Linked DNA regions of Mus musculus: region 2 is linked to region 1. The links are chromatin contacts, called in public HiChIP or PLAC-seq maps. All regions are on one chromosome and are shown on one strand. Each heading gives the region's core, a stretch centred on a gene start, on an enhancer-like site or on the middle of the called end of the contact. The rest is flanking DNA. Distances are from core to core; before and after follow the strand shown.

Evidence for each region. HiChIP or PLAC-seq counts read pairs in DNA pulled down with a chosen protein or histone mark.
Region 2: a contact with region 1 is called in an H3K27ac HiChIP or PLAC-seq map of microglia, with 4 times the contacts expected there. The contact joins two enhancer-like sites. A contact is called at or near these places in 1 of 484 Hi-C or Micro-C datasets (uterus) and 1 of 115 datasets of contacts at active chromatin or transcription factors (microglia).

The regions. Positions count from the first base shown.
Region 1 is chr6:97,291,301-97,298,414 of GRCm38.p6, forward strand. It overlaps Frmd4b (FERM domain containing 4B), which reads right to left. Exons shown (of 23, transcript NM_001346637.1): 20 at 6,735-6,854; 21 at 4,276-5,087; 22 at 1,063-1,195. Among named protein-coding and RNA genes, the nearest start is that of Gm32191, 42 kb to the left of the region's middle. Within about 2 kb of position 2,896, at least 90 of the 459 cell types and tissues checked have an H3K27ac peak or open chromatin away from gene starts, as enhancers often do. A contact at or near this core is called in microglia and uterus, where this site is marked.
Region 2 is chr6:97,816,197-97,823,680 of GRCm38.p6, forward strand. All of the region lies in intron 1 of Mitf (melanogenesis associated transcription factor), which reads left to right. Among named protein-coding and RNA genes, the nearest start is that of Mitf, 13 kb to the left of the region's middle. Within about 2 kb of position 4,590, at least 99 of the 459 cell types and tissues checked have an H3K27ac peak or open chromatin away from gene starts, as enhancers often do. A contact at or near this core is called in microglia and uterus, where this site is marked.

The sequences.
Region 1 (7,114 bases), core at 1,646-4,145:
TCAAGCCAAGAAAAACGCCATGGAATGTGGGGAAGAAAAACAAGGACGGGAGGAGTGAATACTTCCAATTAGCTCGGAACACCAGCTGCCTCCGTGGGGTGCTGCCGACCTGCCCAGTTCAATAGCACAGACACTGTACAGACTGCAGTCTCTACAGCAAGAGCAAGTTTTTAAAAACCCAGAAAATGCGTGTCTTCACAGCACTCTGGGTGAGGGCGGCAGAGATAAGAGGAAGGAGTGAAGCTAACTTCTCCTCCTCCGAAGAGTTCCTTTTAACAGGCCCGAGATGATACGACGACCATTTGCTCCATCCACCTGCCTAGCATCTATGCCAGGGGAGTCACGTGCTCATCGGAAGAAGTCACGTTTCTTTAAAGTCGCACTGTCAAGCACTGTGCCCGTGTGTTCCCTTCGCTGTTTACAAGGAGCTACATCAGAAGACAAACAGGACAGCTGGCTGTGTCCACCGTGTCTTAGTGATCACAAAACACAGCAAGTGGCGAAATCCAACTCAACAACTGTTAGCTGGACTTTGATACAAAGAGCTTGACTGGAGGACAGAGATTGGTTTTGTGTGTGTGTGTGTGTGTGTGTGTGTGTAGGTTTTCTCTTTCCCAGAAAAGACTTAAATGGACATTATCCACAATACAGTTTTAAGCACACCCTTAAAATAGACCAGAAGGAGCAGCCCGGCTTTGAGACTATGACTTTAAAGTGTACAGCTGTAAGAGATAGAGCTGAATTTGGGTGAGCTACATGGAGCTCAGGAAACTTTAGAAGTCAAAAGTATTTTTGGCTTTGCTAGCCATGTCTTATTTGTCACAGCCATTTATCTTTGTCCTCAGAGTGTGAACACACACACACAGCTTACAGGTAGAGTAATGAGCATAGCCACTTTCCAGTGTAACACTATTTACTGAATATGGTGGTAGTTGGGTTGGGCCTGTAGGCTCTTGTTTACCAAATCCCACTTTATGCCTCTTCACCACCAGGCTGCAGTGTAGGAGCCACACGTCCTTCAAAGAGGACCAGGCTCCGAGAACCTGGCCAACACTTTCTCACCTGCTCGGAGAGGACAAGGGATTGTAGATGCTGCCATAGTAGCTGGTGTAGGGAGAATGCACTGGATTTTCATATTCAGATAGCCCAATGGTTAACTGGGTCCTCCAGTTCCCAGAAGCATTTGTGGAAGACACTAGAAATGAGAACAGAAAGAGAGAGAACGTTAGTTGAACTATTCCAAGCTAAATCTGTTCAGGTTGCTTCACACTCCGGTATGTGCAGAGCAGAGAGATGGAAGCCTGGGTTTAGTTTTGTGTTTGCCACTGCTGAGGGGGTGGGTCCAGGCCTTGCCTCTGTTCTACCTCTGAGAACGAGAAACCCCTATCTGAGCCAGAATTGATAATCAGTTCAATTTTCTGGGTTAATAGCCGGCTGAGTGACTTGGGCAAATAGCTCCTCCTTTTGAAGCTTCAGTTTTCTTATTGTGGAGAGGGTAAGTACATTTTCTGTGGTGACAGCACCAGGACTGAAGGTTATGATGAACATAGTTAGCCTAGTGCAGAATAAAGGCTCGCAACATGGTAAGTATTACTATTAACAGGAGTTAGTCCAAAGGGAAGACAGAATTATTTTCAAGAACACCCGTTTTGAAGTAGCCCAGAAGGAAAAGGGAGTGGATTCTCAAAGGGAGAGAACCTTGCCACCTGGGCTTCAGATCCGACCAGATGGTACTTGAGAATCCGTCGAGAGGAATGTGGAGGAAAAGCCTTCAGCCAGGTCACTTGTCAAGACTTGACTGCTGAAGGCAACACTGGCCACTGGTAAGGCAGGGCGTTTTCTATTGTTGACTGAAAAGTGGAGGGTGAAGCTAGCAGGAGGTGGAAGAGGCTAGCTTTGCAGAAGGGTGGATCCAGGAGATGACAAGGGTACAATTTGGAAGCAGAGCCTGATTGAAGGAATGTTACTGGGTGTCACTGGTTATCACTGGGTTTCTGCTCTTCTCTTTGTGGAACCAGTCCTGCCCCATGCCTGGGCTGCACAGGTGACTCGGCAGCTCTGTGTGTGTCTAAGCCTCACAGACAGCCCTGCTCACTGTTCTTCCTGTTCCTCACGTTCTGTCCACTGACCTCTTTCCACACCCACAAGCCACTTGCATTTGCCACTGACAAACTTCACAATGCGTCTTTGGCCACAATGCCACTTGATTTACACTAACAGATGTAGGATGCTCACGGAGGGTTTCCAAGACTGAGCACCGAGGGAAGGGCTCTGAAGCCTGCGGGGGTCATACTGTTAGCCCTGGGATGGAAGCCCTACTTTGTCACCTGCCAGCCTACGGGACTGGCAGTCATTCAAACTCTATCTAAACCAGAGAGAGTCACCTTAACTGTAAAATAAGAATCATAACACACAGCTCTCGCCCTACAGCCCTGCTGCTCCCATTAAAAGGGCACCCTGACACAGAGCTGCCAAGAAAAGGTGGCTATGATCACTCCTGAAACTGAGTCATGACGAAGCCTTCAGGTGGTGCAGAGTCTGACTAACCAGAAACAGGAAATGTAGCTCTCCGTGTGAATGATCGGAGCCTGTAGAAATACATCTCCAAAGCTATAAAGTAGGGGCAGGAACATTCCAGAAGGGATTTCCGGGAGCCTTGATTTCATCCACTTAATTCTTTCTAAAAGATGCTCTTAGCCAGGTGTGGTAGGGCAGGCATGGGAGAGGACTCATGAGTTTGAGGTCAACCCTGGATGCACTGTAAGATCCTATTTAAAAAACGTCAAGGGGGTGGGGGATGGGGTAAGGAGGAATGCTCTTGGTGGTGCAGTCAGCAGAACTGATACCAGGTCTGAACCAGGAAGCAGTAACTCCGTTTTCACCCTTGCCCTAGATACAAAACCAACAGCCAAGACACTCAAGGGTTTTGACTCACACCTGGTTTCCTGTGGGTGTTTCCCCAGCCCTGCGTGCGCACCAAAAGCCATCCACAAGAATTTCCAGACCCCTGTTTGCTCTCATTCTTGGGGAACTCTCTCCAGATGTGACCCGTGAAAGCCTTCCATGCTTCACCCTGAGCTTTGAGGAAGTTCAGGAGGTCCTCTGAGCAGGATAGGTGTCCTCTACATCAGAGCCATAAACCACAAGAAACAGTGATAGACACCTCTTCCTGTGTTAGATGTGGTCATAGGTGGGATAATCCCGGAAGTCCAGGTCGCAGAAATAGTAATAAAATAGAACCCAAGCAGTACTCTCCATGGCAATGTCTCTTGTCAACAATCTTATGAATCACAAAGGAACAGCTCACTCTGACTGTTCCACAGGCTTGGAAATTCCCACCTAGGACCCAGGTTTTTGTGTAGTTTAAGCATTCATGCATTTCTTCAACTCATACATTCCTTTAGTTGCTGATGACACCCTTCAAAGGACCTTGAGGTCCTTCAATACTGACCTAGCACTATGCTGGGCAGACCAGTCCTCAGCTCCTATTTCTCCAAATTACTCAGAACAGGTTAGGGTGTGCAGCAGGTACTCTGCAAATGGGAGCAGAGGGAGTAGCCAGCTCCCCATTTCAGGGTTAGAAAGAGAATGCTTTTGATGATCAAAATTAGCTACCAAAATTCCTGGAGTTTTCAGTAATGACGGTGGGCATGGAATCAGGTTTTCAAGAACCCCAGGCAAACATTGAGCTATGACCCCAGCCTCCCAAATTCCTTACATTAGCAATTCAGTTGAGAACAGTATAGACTGAGATAAGATAAGCAAAGTATGTAGAAAAATACTTGACAAATACCAGTTCTATCGGAATGACTGTAGGCGTTACGCAGGCAGGTGCAGGAATATTCGATCTTTAGATTTATGACATCTTGGCCAGTGGGAAGGGATGTGTGATCCTTACTTAATGCCTTCTGCTGACTTTATGTGTCTCTTTATTCTTTCAAAACATCAAACTCCAGTGATGAGAATACTTTTAAGAGATGTGGCTATCAATATGAGGTGAAGATAGCACAAAGCTGGAGCAAGCACCAAGCCAGGACAACACACAGACTGGGCCCTCATCCTGTGTTTGCCCGGCTCAGATCTACAAATGGCTTCATCAGGCTCTAATGCTCTCTGAAAGCTGTTCAAGTTGGCAGTTCTTATTACGGGTCCACTTAATGACCACCACTCTGAATGACCTCGGGGACCAATTTATGACCCTGGACAGGAGTGGTTTGGGATGGGTTGGGATACATGGTGGCCCCTGGAGTGATGTGCTTCCCCCAGCAGTCTTACCTGAAGAGTAGGAAGATGCTCGACTGCTTGGAGAACAGGGGACCTGCAGCCCTGCAAATCCCAGGCACCTCTGCGATCCCCTGTCTGAGTCAAAGCTCGTCTGTGGGCTGTGCCCCTGATCCTTTTGTCCAGAAGCCCTCTGGTACCAGCCACGCAGGTGCTCAGCAACTAAGGCCTTGTGGATGTTTTTGGTGATGTGCTCAGATTTCACGGCCGCCTTCCTTGGCAGCCGGAGAGTTGCGTATGGGTTATGTGGCACGCGGTCTACTTCATCTTCATGGAAAGACCTGCTGTAGTCCCTCTGGCGGTCATATCCATAGTGAGCTGAGGATCGGTAAGAAGGATTGACACTGTACTGTCCCTCAGTGTCATTCTCGTAGACGTAGCCACCACTGTAATACAGGTCACACTCTGCATACGGTGGATATCCAGCGATATAGTAACCGGAAGGAGGTGGGTCCTGACCTTTGGAGTAGACACCGTTCCTCAAAGGATCCTTTTGTGCTAGGTTGGGCATGCTTCCTGAATTGGAAGTAGAAACACTGTGTTTCTTGGACCTTCTTCTCCCCCTGGCACGGGTGTCTAGGGTCTGGGTGGTGTAGTAAGGGCTGGCAGCAGGCGTCACACAGTAATACTCGGAGCTTGACTGGCTGGTATACGAAGACCCGTCGTCAAGGATCTCCGTGCTGCTGCTTCTTTGGGATTTGGAGAGGGTGAAAAATGGCTTGTCACTGTCCATCTCGGAGAGCAGGTGGGACTGGGACTCCAGGCTTCCGCTCCGCTGGCGGCAGTGTTGAGATGAGGAGTCAGGTCTGAAAGGAGAGAAGGGAAGATGAATACAGCACAAGAAGGGTCCGAGGGAGAGAAAAGGACACTAGGCTGAGGGCTGGGGGCATGGCTCCATCATGGGGTGTGCAAGGGGCGAGCATGGAAACTTGAGTTCAATACAGAAGAACTCACGTTAAAAAGCCAGGCAGGGTGCCTGTAATGGACCCTAGGGAGGTGGTGACAGGCAGATCACTGAAGCTTGCTAGCCAGCCAGTTTAGGCAAATTGGTGAACTCCAGGTTCAACGGGAGACCTTATCTTAACAAATAAGGCAGAGAGTTGCTTGAGGAAGGCACCCCATGTTGACCTCTGGTCTCCACATACACATACAAGTCAAGTATACAAACACCCCCACACACATGCGCACATATAGGAGCATAGCAAGACAGAGAAAAGAACGTGTTGAATAGATTCATAACCTCTAAATTCAATAGGGCTTTGCAGGTTTCATAATAGAGTCCACCTGTTCACACCATGCACTGGTTCACTCATAAGCTCATCACCACAGAACTAGGGAAGAACCGGGTCCTGTTATTATGCAAGCCAAATCCTTTCTTGAGGCTAGAGAAGATATCTAGGATGATGTGTAGACTGCATTAAAGCTGGAAGCTGCTCTCCAACAGGTCTTTGGAGGCTTCTCTCTTCACATAGCATTCAGTCACGTAAGAATAGAAGAGAAGGAGGCAAGGTGGAGTGGAGCCTGGGCCTAAGGCAGGAATACCTGTGTTGAGCCACACATAGCTGTCAGCTGTAAGAGTTAGGGCAGACTATTTAACGTCTCTGTCTTGCTTCTGTGTTCGTAAGACGAGATAAAAGTGGTCCCTAATATGTACTTCATAACAGACTTGTTGTTGGCACTAACTCAAATAGCTTGGAAAAAGAATTTACAGGGTTGTGAATACAGCTTAGTCAGTGCTTGCTTGGCATGTGTGAAGCCCTGAGTTTAGATCTGGGCACCACATAGCTCAGGTGTAGTGGTGTGTATCTTTAGTCCAGCACTGGGATGGTGGAGGCAGGAAGATGAGAAATTCAAGGTCACTCTTGGCTACATAGTGAGTACAAGGTCAACTTGAACTGAACTATATGAAATGGTGTTGCTAAAGAAATGCCTTTTAAAAATAAAAGAAGGGGCTGGAGAGATGGCTTAGTGGTTAAGAGCACTGAGTGCTCTTCCAGAGGTCCTGAGTTCAATTCTCAGCACCCATATGATGGCTCACGACCATCTGTAATGGGATCTGATTCCCTCTTCTGGTGTGTGTGAGATAGAACACTCATATACAATAAATAAATATTTTTTAAAAAAGAAGAAAAAGAGAAAAGAAAATTAAGACATTTAGGGCAGAACTCTGCAAAATTACCACTGCAAGGATTCTCATTCTTGCCCGTGACAAGGAGTGGTACTACCTAGGTGGGGAAATTAAACTACTAAGAATCCAATATATACCTGGAGGAATTGAGTAACATGGTCTTTGTCGACTAATTAGAAATGGTAAGTTAGCAGAAAATGGGTTAGAATGAGTCAGGGCGACCACTGTAGAAAGTCACTTTAAAAGCTATAGAAAGGCAGCAAAGGCAGGGCAGACAGTCAAGCTAAAACTGATGGCGATAAAGCTGAGGAGATGAAATGCTTACTCCAGGTGGCTGCTGCTGTAGGCATTCCGAGTCAGGACGGGCGTAGTGGGCATGCTCCGTCCTCCCTGTGGCCGCCTCTCCAGAGTCTTGTAAGGGCTGCTGTGTGTGGACAGCATTTCTCTGTGATTACAAAAGAGTTGAAGAAATGGTGAGTCTCACCGTACTCCTGACAGACATGCATTGATATGATGCTTCCTGGAAAGAGTGCTTGGGAGAGGATGGGAAGAGCATCTCTAGAGGTGAGCATCCTGAGTGGTCCTTCATGGCTATTAGTGGAAGCGCTTGTGGCCTGACTCTCTGGGGTCATGTACACAGCCAATAAGAGGATGCTCAATAGGACTGACAGAGAGCAAGTCGGGTGAAGCTCAGCAAACCCTATC
Region 2 (7,484 bases), core at 3,340-5,839, 530 kb after region 1:
TGTGTGTGTGCTTATGTGCGTAGCAAGCATAAAATGTGCTGTACTGTTAGGCTCGTCTAATTGAAGTAAATCATAAAAACATGTTTAACCACTCTCCAAGTGTGGATTATTTGGAGGAAATTATCAAGAAGGCAACTCAGAGACAATATCTGTGGTAATCACAAGCTTTCAGTAGAACACAGTAAGTTTATGGTTCATCTGGAAAGTTTTCTGTGTCTTAATACTGTATGGCTGGAGGGGCAAAGTTACACCAAGACACAAAGTCTACACCTCTGTTGAGACTGTAGGGCTGGACTGTCCACTATAATTTCCCCTCCCTGCTTTGGACGAATGATAGCTTTGGATACCAGCATCTTCCAAGGCTCACTTTGGCTTCTTATCAGTAAGCCCATTTCTCCAGGTTGCTTCATAAACACGGCTCCCTTGTTTCTTTGACCAGTGTTTTCTTCTGTGTTGGGTCAAGCATGCTGTGGAGGATGAAGGGGTTATCCCTGTGGTATTCAGATGAGACCCTTGGCCTGAGATTCCAGTCACGAGCCTCCTTTCCTTCCTAATGACTGCTGGGTACTTCACAAATGCTAGGTGCTGTGGTCCAGGCACATAGGCACAACAGACGTAGCCTTGGTGATTTTCTATTAGAGCTGGAAGTTGGTCAGCTCTGAACAGCAGAGCTGTGGGGAAGGGTAATAAGGATTCTTAGTGAGAAAAGAGTCATAGGGCTGAATGTCCTACCTCAACTTCATGGGGGCCCTCTTGTGGCCCCCTCAGTCCCTGCCCCCATCAGTCACTCAGTCACATTAAGCAGGAGAAACATAGCTCTGGAGCCCAAAGGACCTGGCTGTGTTTGTTTTTCTTCTTATCCACCCCCCCTTTCCTTCCTCCCCTTTACATCAGTTATTTATTAAGCATTTCTACTATGTTGGAGCTCTTGCTGGCTGCAGGGAGTGAAATGTAAATTAGATAGCCAGGGTTTTTTACTAGCACTGCACCTTCCCTCTTGGAGGTAGGGACCTCTAAGTTAATAATGAGCCAAAGAATTGAAAAAGGCAATTTTTGATACCTGCAGTGAAAATTAAGCGGAGTGTTATTGGTAAAATGTAGCCAAAAAAGAAGCAGTCTTTGTGGGGTCCCACCAGCAGGGAGGGCACCGTGAAAGAAGTGCTTTTGAAGTAAGACCTGACATAATGAGGAATGTCTGACATAAAGATGCTACCTACCACTCTGTGGCTTTGACCAAGTTACTCAACCTCTCTGAACTTCAAGTTTTCTCTTGAGTAAAACAACCACTTTGCCATGTTTCTACAAAACTAAAAGGCATAATGTTTAAAAAACAGCTAACATCAGGTTGGCATTCTCTCTGGATGCCTACTTAGGACCGATTGAAGGTAAGATGTAAAAAAACAGAAATAATAGGCATGGATCTTTGTTGTAAGTATTTATAGCTTGGTTTTAAGCTTTTTCTTAGTATTGGATGAGTCAAGTTTCATGCTTGTCGTTGTAAAGTTAGCCCCCCGACTAAGAGTAGAGCTGGGTCTTGCTTTTTATTATTTTTTTATTTCCTTCAGAATGGTCTGGCTTGGTGTGGTGGTCCCCCTTGTGTCTGCACTGAAGTCACATCTGACCCTGCTTAGCCTAGGAATGGGCTTTTGGCTGGGCCAGGGGTTACATTTTTGGTTGTAAAGGTAAGGTCTGAGGAAAAGAGGACTCAACAGCAAATTTCACAAAACCCGCCCATCCTCCTGACTCCCAGCCGTGAGTCTCAGCAAGGGATCCTGCCTCCCGACAGTGAAGCATTGGTGATGGTGCAGAAGTGAAAAGAAGCTGACTTCCCGGGCTCCTCCCAGCTCTCGCCTGCTGAACAGTAGCTTTGAACGTGGTCTCGTGAAAAATAGTATTTTTCAAAAATCATTTGGACTTCGATAGCTGTGTCCTTTTATTCACACATACACGGAATGGCAACTTTTAAGAGGAAAGATGCTGTATCATGAGAAAGCAAACGTTTTCAATCTAAATCAGTGAGTTCAGGTCTAGGGGAAGGCACCGATGGACTCTGGTTCTTCTATAAGGAGCTGTGGCTCATTGAGCAATTTCAGGAAGACGTGTGTGGGCTTTGCCTTCCCCTACCCTGCCCCTTCCCCAACGTGAGTCACTTGCTGAATCATCCACACACATTCCCTCACTTTCCATCTGATCCAGGACAGCATTGGAAAAAGTGGTTTCCTGCCCTATTGAAAACACGCACAGCTTATATTTGCAGACTGGATACTTTCATCAGGAAAAGTGTGGCTTGTCTGCAAGAAGCTGTAAAGCAGAGAAGATCAATTTGGTGTAATGGCTGGGGTGATCTATGAACTTATAAAATGTCAGTTAGAGTCACCGTTGACATGGGAACCACAAACATGACTTCCTTATTTAACTCAGGCACCGAAACCATCCAGGTAAAGTCTGACAGAAGACCTAGGTGACATTTGACCCCTACTGTTCTTTAGGTATCAACAAGGTCTCTCCCAAACTAGCAGAGATAGCACTCTACAGTTAAGTTAGTAAAGCCACTCCTGGTTATGTCCATGGTCAAGTCTCAGCTACCTTTATCTCTCAGCTTTCCAGCAGAAATGAAGTGAATTACACCAGTACCAGCTTTCCCCTGTTGTTTCTGAGCCTGCAGATTGGCACTGTACACATTTAGTATATTATATTGCTCAGTAGAACCCTTTGCAACCAACCAATCCATTATGCATGTGGCTGAGAATGACTGAATGAATGACTTGACTGGTAGTATGACCAGTTAAGAGTCTTTAACTTGCAAAGGAATAGGGTGACTTCAGCAGTCAGTGCACTCTTGAAAAGTCTGTTTTTAAAGTAAGCACTTACAATAACCTAGGTGAAGCAAGCCCAACAGCCATGAGCAGCTGGTGCAGTTCCTTGTGACAGGCATGTCTGCCCATTTGCTGTGAGGAAGCACACGTGGAGAGTAATTTGAGAGGTTGGCCACTGACGGCAGTGTCCCGGACAGTCAGACTGCAGACTTTTTGGAACCACACCTTGCATCATTCATCCTAGCATGGTAATTTCCCCTCGTCATCCCACTAATAATGTTTTGCCTAGGTGAATGCTGCTGGGTGAGCAAGTGGCGAATGACAGGAGCTTGGAATGCAGCCCCAGTGATGCAGATTACAGGTAGAAGCTTTGCTTTTGTTGAGTTGGAAGTGAATGAGAGATGGCTGATTGGGTTTGCTTGGTCATCATAGCAAAGTCACCGAAATACACAATTTAACAGAAACTGTGATTTTTTTTTTTTTTGGGTGTGGGGGCGTGGCAAGGGGAGGCTCAGTGATACTCTATGGAGCTTCATTGACTTTGAAAACCCCTCTTTGTCTCTCTTGGTCCCCCACACCTGACATCATTCCAGTTAGTTTTCCCTGGTAGCCAGCATCCCTTCCCTGACACCTTTCTTCTACTGGACAATCACTTTTCACCTATGAACAATCTCTTTCCCCACATTCAGTCTCTCTCACATGGTCAGCCCTTAGAGTTGAACTTCATGATCAATGTCGTGTCCTTAGTTTCAGGGATGTGCTGACTAGTGAACCCTAAGTGGACCCCAAGATTTCCTTGGGTACTGCCATATCACTCATGTAGCTCTGGTAGAGAACTTTCTAGAGAGAATTACCCTCCTTCCTCAAGCAAACAAACAGGTGATTTTTTTTTAAATCAATAATCATTGATTTTCTTGGATCTGACAATATATCAACACTCCATAATTTTTACTGAAGGCATTCTGTGTCAGGGAATTGTTCATTCTGAAACAGCAATCCAAGAATAATTTAACATAGAGGTATGGGGTTTATGGGAATGTACCTGAACAGTGATTTATAATAAGTGTGCATCACTGAAGTATACCACACTTGGGGAGGGGCACCTCGGATGCACCGCCCCACTTTCTGATCTAGTAGTCCAGGATAGGGTTGGAGAAGTCATATTTCTAAACAAGCTTCTAATTGTTGCTCGGGTGAGGGCTTGGGGTAGAGGCCACACTTCGAAAACCATGAATAGGTGCTAGAGGGTAACCTTTCTAAATGAACTTGAAATAGAAAACTTGCAAAGATGTTGGTTATAAATAATGTATAATGACAGAGTTGGCCCCTGTCAGGTGATAGAACACTCATATTCATCATGTTTAAGTAGAAAAGGAAACTGTTGGTGACATGGCACAAAAGTCCAGGGGTATGGATGACAGGTCTACCCAAGAGTATGACTATCTGAGTGACTTGAAATTCACCTATCTTTACTCCCCTAAGGACTGGCTCAAATCTCAAAGTGAGGGTAGTTTCTTCTCAGCTCTGCGAGGGTGGAACTGGAAGCAGTCCGAAGTCACTTGACTGGGAGATTGGGTTGAGAAACAGGGTGATGGTGGTTTGGGGCACGTCCACATGACCGAATTGTTTTCCACAAAACTTCTGCTGAATAAAACGTGAAATACGACTTTCGGCCTGTTTTCCCATCTCTAATGAATTCCAGACAGTTTGTAGAGTGTGGGAGTTTCCAAAACAGAGAGGTGGAATGACTGGGCTCAGCCAGTGTCCTTTTTATGGCCACAAGACAGCCCTGACATAGCAGACGCTTGCTTCCTCTTTGTTCTAAGCCTCAGCACACTTCTCATTCCTCTGATTGGAGTGGGTGGGTGGGGGTGGGGCTATGAAGAAGGAAGGACAGGGCCAGTGTTGGGTCAGACAAATTAAGTTCCTAAGAAAGTTCCAGACTCAGGATTTACCAGAAATGCAACTTGTGCCTGGGTTTAATCTACTTAGACCCAAATGTTTTGGATTATGTGTTTTTGCTGTTGTTGCCCAATGAACTTCTCCAGAGAAAGAACCCTCATCTGCTCTGACCATAAAATGGTGAAGAGTTTTCACCACCACTTCAGGAAGTCTAAATTTAGGAGAAGGTAGACTTGAACTTAAATCTCACTTTTTCCACCCATTATCTGAGCACCCTGAGCATGGTACGACGGGGTGGGGGTGGGGGTGGGGAGCGCCAGCTTCAGTGCAGGACTGAGAGGAGCTAAGGAGTTGGCAACAACACAGCATGAAGCTTTTGTGTGAATTCACAGATTTGTAGGGTCTGGGGACATAGTTCAGCCAGTACATGCTTGCCCGCTTAAGTGTGAGGATCTGAGTTTGGTCTCCAGGACCCATGTAAAATAGTAGGGTGTGGTGGTGTGTGTTTATAACCAAGCCTTAGGAGATAGAGATAGGTGGATCCAGGGTTTTGCGTGCTAGAGGGCTCAGTCTGCTTAGTAAGCTGCAGGCCAATGAGGCCCCCCCACTCCACCCTAGAATAAGTGGATGGCAACCGAGGAACCACAGCCTGGCCTCCACATGCACTTGTACACATATTCCACCCCCCCCCCCACATGTATCTGTACACACATGAACCTTCTCACATACACATATAGAAATGTGAAGAAACATATGAGTGTAGTGGTCTGCCAAATCCTGGCTGTTAGTCCCTCCTGGTTCCCTTCACACATATCACCAATTAGGTTTTTAATTTGAAATGAATTTTCAGTTTTGACGCCACAATAAGGAGAGAATAACCAAGAACAGTCAAGAAGAGAAATAAGTCCATAGATAAGGCCCCCATACAATCTCCACGTTGTATAATCAGCATTGAGAGTTGAGCCAGGTCAAATAGTGGGGACTGGTGGGATGCCTCAGAGGGAGATATTTAAGGCTGGCACGAGCTATTTACATACAAGGCGTTGTTACCCTTTGTCGCCAGTGCAGTCTTTGTCTTTATCAACATGTTTCCTTTCATCATAATTACAGAGCATGACTGGGTGGAGAACGCACAAGAAGAGGCACTAATTGGAGTTGTGCAATATCATGGACGCTCAGTGCACTGCTGTTGTCTGTACAGGCTCCTGCGATTGCTAACTGTCCCTATCCAGTCTTGTCCATGTTGCCTTTCTGCTCTCTGGTCATACATGTTAACAGCATCATCTTTTTACATAGTAGTCATATTTATTCAATACCAGTCAGAAGACCTCATACCAAACATCAGGATCTTTTCATCTTCCTACATGCCTTAGGAGATTAGAAACTGAGTTTAAAATGTCTGTGTCCTATGCCAGTATGATTGCATTTCTTGGCCATCAAAATTGCTCTTTCTGAAAGTGGTGGATAACTAGTATTTAGAAAATAGAAAGGAGTTAACCTGGGTAGTAAGTATCTTTCTTAGGGGAACAGTTTCATTGCATCCTAGGTACATGTAAATGCCTTCATCAGGTAGTGGCCAGCCATGTTCCCAGGTACCAGGATGCTCATCTCCTTGATTTTGTGAAATAATAACATGACAACCAGAGAGAGATTACAACAGATTCAGGCACAGTGATGCACATCCATGATCCCAGAACTCTGGAGGTTGAGGCAGGAAAATCTTGCATTCTAGCCCATGTGGGCCACATAGCAAGACCCTATTTCAGAAAACCAAAGCAAATCAAGCAAAAACAGAACAGAAGAGTGGGTTGTAAGGCAGATATAACCGCTGCTGTTACCCTGCGCCAGTTATTGGCCATCCTTGCCCACTACAGCAGTCTGGGCTATCTGTGCTTCTACTGATGTCTTAGCAGTGAAAATTGAGGGCCGTACACTGAAAATTGCATGAAAATGGAAGAAATGGAAAATCATAGAAAGGTTCATCGGCAGGAGCTGTCGATGAGTACCTGAGTCACAACGGGATCTTCTATGGTTTAAACACACAGACTGTATGGATACTCTTCAGATGTGTATGGCTGTGCGCAGCAGGATTTTGAGCCCATCCTAGTCCTGAATGAATTGAAGAGTCTTTCACATCTCTTCCCTCAACTACCTGTTATTAAGTAGGAGCAGGAATAGATTTATCAAACATACACACACACACACACACACACACACACACACACACACAGAGTTTCTATCAGAATCCTGCTCTGCATCCTTAAATCCAGTGTTCTTTCAGGGTAGTTGCAGCCTTGCTGTGGCATTTCAACTAGTGCAATTTTGTTTCTTAGGGAAACATCTTAATTCTGAGTATTATAAGAATATAAGCAATGTAAGGTTTTTGGTTTTTTTTGTTTTTGTCTTTGTTTGTTTGTTTGTTTTTGTTTTCATGTTGTTGGAGCAAAGATGCACAGAGCCAGAGGCAGGTTCTTTGTGGTTAGAGTCAATGTGGTTGGAGAAGTCCTTGGCACAGGAGAGGTTGGAGCCTGAGGAAGGCTGTTTCCATCCATACTGTCTGATGGTTTTCTGAACCTGGACCTGAACCTGGAGAAGATGGGTGACTACATGGAGAGTTAGGGATACAGTTAGAAGGGAGGAACAGGCAGAAGTGATGGGAAAGTTGTTCTGGAAATTGTCAGGGTAGATTTCTTTCTTTACTTGGCATCTAGCTGGGTGGATGTTAAGAGATATGCCTGCTGCTCTGATTTTTCCGAGTCTTGGCTT